2 separate regions of the Gossypium hirsutum genome follow, and region 1 is linked to region 2. Evidence: chromatin contacts called from public Hi-C data. All regions are on one chromosome and are shown on one strand. The core of a region is the stretch at or near the end of the contact, and the rest is flanking DNA. Distances in the headings are between cores, read along the strand shown. Region 1 holds the start of LOC107957022 (plant UBX domain-containing protein 1). Region 2 holds the start of LOC107957004 (protoporphyrinogen oxidase, mitochondrial).

What was found. Hi-C and Micro-C count contacts between places; a contact is called where the count stands out from the background.
Region 1: a Hi-C map of leaf shows a contact between it and region 2, with 3 times the contacts expected there. The contact joins the promoter of LOC107957022 here to the promoter of LOC107957004 in region 2. A contact is called at or near these places in 6 of 34 Hi-C or Micro-C datasets (callus and leaf).

Annotation. Positions count from the first base shown.
Region 1 is chrA05:85,219,799-85,222,893 of Gossypium_hirsutum_v2.1, forward strand. LOC107957022 (plant UBX domain-containing protein 1) reads right to left here and starts at 1,357. Exons shown (of 7, transcript XM_016892448.2): 1 at 1,109-1,357; 2 at 292-388; 3 at 114-182. The coding sequence starts at 1,192. LOC107957023 (a long non-coding RNA gene) reads left to right here and starts at 2,753. Exons shown (of 5, transcript XR_005926412.1): 1 at 2,753-3,095.
Region 2 is chrA05:84,936,289-84,938,988 of Gossypium_hirsutum_v2.1, forward strand. LOC107957004 (protoporphyrinogen oxidase, mitochondrial) reads right to left here and starts at 1,406. Exons shown (of 19, transcript XM_016892432.2): 1 at 1,160-1,406; 2 at 1,014-1,053; 3 at 712-847; 4 at 518-583; 5 at 77-127. The coding sequence starts at 1,250. LOC121229152 (a long non-coding RNA gene) reads left to right here and starts at 1,470. Exons shown (of 5, transcript XR_005926768.1): 1 at 1,470-1,939; 2 at 2,023-2,158; 3 at 2,517-2,700.

The DNA of each region.
Region 1 (3,095 bases), core at 107-2,606, 280 kb after region 2:
AGCATGCCAGAGTCATTTTAACGTAAATGAATCCCAAAATCAGCTGGTAAAAATATCTAAATGAAGCTAGAGGATAAAATTGATAAATGAGTTGTGTTCATTGCCAAAAGTACCTTCCTTTTTAGTTGCCATTACTCGATGATAATCTTCTGCTGTGAACTCATAGACGTCATCCGACTCCTCTGCCCAAAAATAAATAAGTGCATTTTATCAGTTTACGAAATGAACTGTCACTTCTAGTCAATAGGCAAGTTAAAAGTCTGAAAATATGTTTTGCAGGGTCGCTCGCACCAGTGCTGGGCACTTCATTTTGTATTGGCGATGGTCCTTCAGTTTCGAAGACATGAATTTCTCGTCCAAATTTCTCTTTTGCAGCAGCAAGTTTAGCCTATAATCATAGAAATGAAATAATTAAAAAAAAGCATAAATAAATTGCGTAACAGCAACCTGCATACAACATATCATGCGAGTTACGGAGTCGTGAATTAGAGGTCCTAATGTATAGTTCCATCAAATATAATTACATAAAGGAAAGCAAAATCTGTCTTGACACTTATGACAACCATATGAATAATGTAAAAAGCTGTCGGTGTTCCTTCGAGACGGTTATGTCCAAATCCAACCGGGTTTCAACAACTTCATATGCATGACATTCCTTATAGACGATTACTACAAAAAAGCTACTCAAAGAAGTAAACAAAGAGGGGAAAGAATTACCCCCGGAATTTACCTTCGTATAAACTTTTTAACAGCAATTTCACCTAAAAACCAAAAGAGAAGCTACTGACCAACTTTCATGAATGAACCACTATTCTTGATAAAGATAGCAAAAGGAAACCAAGATGAAGTTTAATTCCATCAAAGTTAAGCTAATTTCAGTTATCATCCATGTTAAAAGATTTGAGCTCAACTAGATATATAATGATTCACCGACTTAAATCTTTCTTTCACTATCTAAAAATAAAGAAACAGAAACAAACTCAGTTGCATAAACAAGAGGATGCAGACCCATCATAGGAATCGATAATCAAAGTAAAAACCCGGATCAACCCAATACTTAAAAACAACATATAGAACAGCAAGAACAAAAATTAAATCAAGGACCGACTTTAGCTGATGCAGCCTCCATGGAATCAATATTAGTTAATCTCCTCCTATTTAAAGGTAGTGGTGAAGAACCATCTCCAATCATCAGCTGCAGATGAAATTTCCACCTTTTTTTCTGGGAAGGGTACGGGGTTGCCTTGCTTCTGTAAAAGCTCCTGCTTGCTTGATTTGCCTCTTTGGAATTTCTTGCTAGTATATTCCTTATTAGTTTATTCCTTTCTTCTTTTAGAAAACAAAGATAGTTTGGGCTCGACCAATTCAACTTTTGGGCTAACAATGTTCTAATTTAATCCACCTACTTACAAATAAAAACTTCATTTTATCATATATCTAACTTCAAATGGAAATTTTTTAATTAATTTTATTATATTTTTTTTTGATTATATCTTTTGCTTTTAGAATAATGCTTAGAACTATTCATATGACCTTCAACACACTTAAACTCACATCTTCTTACATTAAAAATAATATATTATTCTATACTAATTAAATTAAAACTTAATCGATAATTTTTTTTTTTTTACATTTAGAAAACCAAAAAAATAATGTTGGAGGATGTTCATCAATTTGACTTAAGGCTTGTGGAATAAACAAATTGAATTCAATTCCTGATGATTATGACATTTACAACAAATTTTTTTTCATTTACTTATTAAACACATTCAACACATTCAATTTTGGAAAGTTGAATTTGATTATCAATCTTTTAAAAAAATCGAATTTGATTATTAATCTTTTAAAAAGAGTAGAATTATTTTTTTAACGAAAATACTAACTAAAACATTATAATTTTAATTATGGTAGCCTGCTTAACAATTCACATGTACTCAATTTATTATTATTATTTTTGTAAAATTTAAATTATTTGTTGACGTAGCGTATAAGACAAATAGGGTCTTGTCAGCATGAAGTTTATGTGAATTGTCATGCTAATACTGTTAAAAAAATAATGCTATAGTTAGTATTTTCGTTAAAAAAACAATGTCTCTTTTTTGAAAGGCTGAGGGTCAAATTTAATGAAAAAAAGAATAATGATAAAATTGATAAAAGATGTAAACATTGAAAATTAAATTTAATATTAATCCTTTAATTTATAATAAATGTTGATTAATTTTAAAAAATAATTAAAAAATAAAATAAAATATTTAAAAAATGAAAAAAAAGCAACCAATAGTAAAATATTAAATACTAAATATTTTTTAAAAAAAATTATATTTGACATTAATAATCAAACCAGTAACATCTTACAAAAGAAAAAAAATACTTCAAAATTTTGAGATACTTCAACTTATTAGACATAATATTTTGAAACACCGTGATAAAGAAAATCACAATGGTGCAAGTGAGCATATTAAAATAGAATAATAATAAAAGTATCAAATATCAAATAATAAAAACAAAACAAAATAAATCTAATATTAAATAAAAAATCATATATATATTTGAATAAAAGATCTGACTGGATTTATTAATAAAAAGAAATAATACATAGAACAGAACTGGACTGAAGTCCATTAACAAGATACTAATCAAAAGAATAACTAAAAAAAAAACAAAAGCCTACTAAATAAAATTGGGCCTAAAACTTACGGAACTAGCCCAACTCGTCCAATTTCAACTAAATCAAATCAGAAAATCAAATCTTATCCTATACCAGTCAAATCGACAGCTGGATACTAATAGACCCTGTCTTTTCACATCACCGACCTAACCATTAATGATAGCAGGTTTTCAATAATGACTTTTAATTTTTTCTACTACCTCTTCTCAAAAGCTTTCATTTTCCCTTTCATTCAATCCGGATACCTTGGCCGAAAATTCTCCAGTGCTTGACGAACACATTCTGGAATTCCTCCCACCAAGTAATAACTTTCTCTCTTCTTTAGGGCCTCATTTGCAATAACATGGGCGTATATATTCCCTGTTTTAGAGACAAAATGAAACTCAATCTCCTGAAATTTGTCTTTTTTGCTTTGTATATCTTTGGT
Region 2 (2,700 bases), core at 156-2,655:
ATCCCAGGGTGTAAGAGTCATACTTTGAGAAGATGTAAACTCAAATAGCAGTGAAGGTGGAACATTAGAAGCATACCAATACAGGCACGCCATTTCTCATGATATACCGCTTGTTCTGTGCAATTGGCTGCATTAAACCACCAATAATCAAGTTAATCAAGGAAAGTAATACTCTTATTTTTACTATCATCCTTCAGGAACTCCCAAGCTTTCAGTTGAACTTGAAAAGCAAGAACCGAAATAGGGGGCAGGTGGAGGCAGTCACCACCAACCCCCCTCCTCCCCAAAGTTCCTAAAAGTTATTAATGTTCATATAAAATTTAATTATATACAGTTTTTATGAGTTGAAAAAAACTATAATTTTATCCCCCAAAAAATTAAATATAAGTTGAAAATCCTAGTACTTATACTGTTGCAAAGACTGGGGTACTGAAGGATAAATAAACTTACAACTAATAGCCTCAAATTATCATTTACACAGGAACGGATAGAGCTATAGGAAACTAGGAACACTTACAACTTGTTGCTTATCTTGAATACCAAGATCATCAAACAAACTTCTCACTTCAATCTCACTTTCAGTCTGCACTAATAAATCAAACATTCACATCAAAAAGCAATATCATCATTGCATTTTAAAATTCACAAGCGCATTTGTCATCTACTTAACCAGAAAAGCAATTAAAGCTTCTAAAAAGAAACAACGTTTACCATTGTATTTGCTCCTTCATCCCATATCAAACCATCCCTCGAAACACTTCTTAACTTCCCTCCAGCTCTTCCTTCAGATTCAAATACCGTAACATGTAAACCTTGTGATTTCAACTTGTAAGCTGCCGCGAGTCCACTTCATTATAGTCAAAAGTTAAATTAGCTAACTAAATTACCATTTCCAAATTCCAGTTTCTTGATAAATCATCTTTTACACCCGATCAAAAAATCAAAACAACTATACAAAAATTAAAAAGTTATAACGAGAAAAAATGTACGAAATGTAAAATTCGAAACCGTACCTAACACCAGCGCCAATGACAGCTACTCTTTTAGCAGAAGCTGAGAAAGGAACACTTCAAAAATCAGCACAAAAAACAAAAGCTAGATCATTGCGAAATTAGAATTTAAGATATTAGATGAGAGAGATAGAGATAGATAGGTGTACAGTGGTCATCTTTGTTTTCAGTTGACGCCATTTTCGTTCCGGGTTTCGAGATTCCCGATGCTAGCACGCAAAATGGGGCGATATTTAACATTCTTGTTCAGGTTTCGGCCCTCTTTGGGTCCGGTAATCTCCTTGTGTTTTGGGCTCAGCATTAACATTCTTCGAAAAGGATGTTAAAAGCTATCTACAAGCCCGTTTCTTATAAACACTCGCATCAAATTCTGCTATTAAGCTTAGCATGGACCAAAATTCGATTCGAGTTTCAATTTTGAATTATTCAAATTAAATTAATTAAATTAAAATTTTTTTGGTCAAAAAAAACAACTGGCATTCATTAAATGAAGGGGGTGGCAAGAGACAAACAACACAAACAGAATAACAGCACACGAAACGACAACCAAAACCAAAAAGAAACACACAAAACAGGAAAATAAAGCACACAGCAAAATCAAAACCAGAGACTGAAAAGCACCACAAGCCCCCAAAACAGACGCCTAAAGAACACCAGCTAACCGTTCCTCTTCTTCTCAAACCCATAGAAGCCACAAACAGAGGAAACTACAGCTTTGAACCACCCACGCCGGAGATTCAAAGAACCTTCTCCGCGACTTCAAAGCCCCAAAGCTCTCAGCAGTGGCGTCTCCAGTCCGAACAGTCTTCAGCCACCAGATTTTCAACAGAAATTGGCACCTCCTCAACCCAGAAACATGGTGAGGTCCGCCTGCGCCCCTATAAAACCAGAGTGTGAGCCGCTCTATTAACAGTTCTCGGGACAAACTGGTAAGTCACTTTGTCCAAATATTTCTCAAGCCTCCGAATACTCTGAGGGATTGGTCTGAGTATGGATCTGTCTTCTTTAACAGTTGTTAGCTTCTTTATAATCGTAAGCGAATCCCCTTCCAAGATGACCAACCTGAAGCCCATATCAATCGCAAAAAGGAGAGCACGTTCACAGGCCCTGGCTTCTGCAACAAACGCATCTGCAACATCAGTATAGGGGTAAGTGCATGCACCCAAAATTAACCCCATATCGTTCCGGGCTAGAACAGCCACTGTAGAAGTATTAGAGTCTTCCTGAAAAGAGGCATCAAAATTAAGTTTAGTAAACCCAGAGGTCGGGGGTTGCCACAACGTAGACGCATTAGATAATGGGCTAGCCACTGGAACTTTAGGCAAACTCAACTCAAAAGCATAACCCTGCACAAAACCTACTAGATCCTGCTGGGAAAATTTTAAACCTTCATAAACCACTTTATTACGCGTAGACCAAAAGGCCCAGAACGAGATAACTAACAATTTCCTGGTAGCATTATCAGCTGTGATAAAAGTGTTGACTAACTGATTTTTCCCATCCAAGGTACCTAAGTTGACATCAACCGACAGGTTCAGCGAATGCCACAACTGCCTCAACACACCACAGGACCATAATAAATGATCAATATCCTCCGACACCTCCTTACAAAGAGGACAAACATTGGCAACCTGCACTCTTCGCTTCACTAAATTGCTGAAGTGGGGAACATAGTTGTTAAATAACCGCC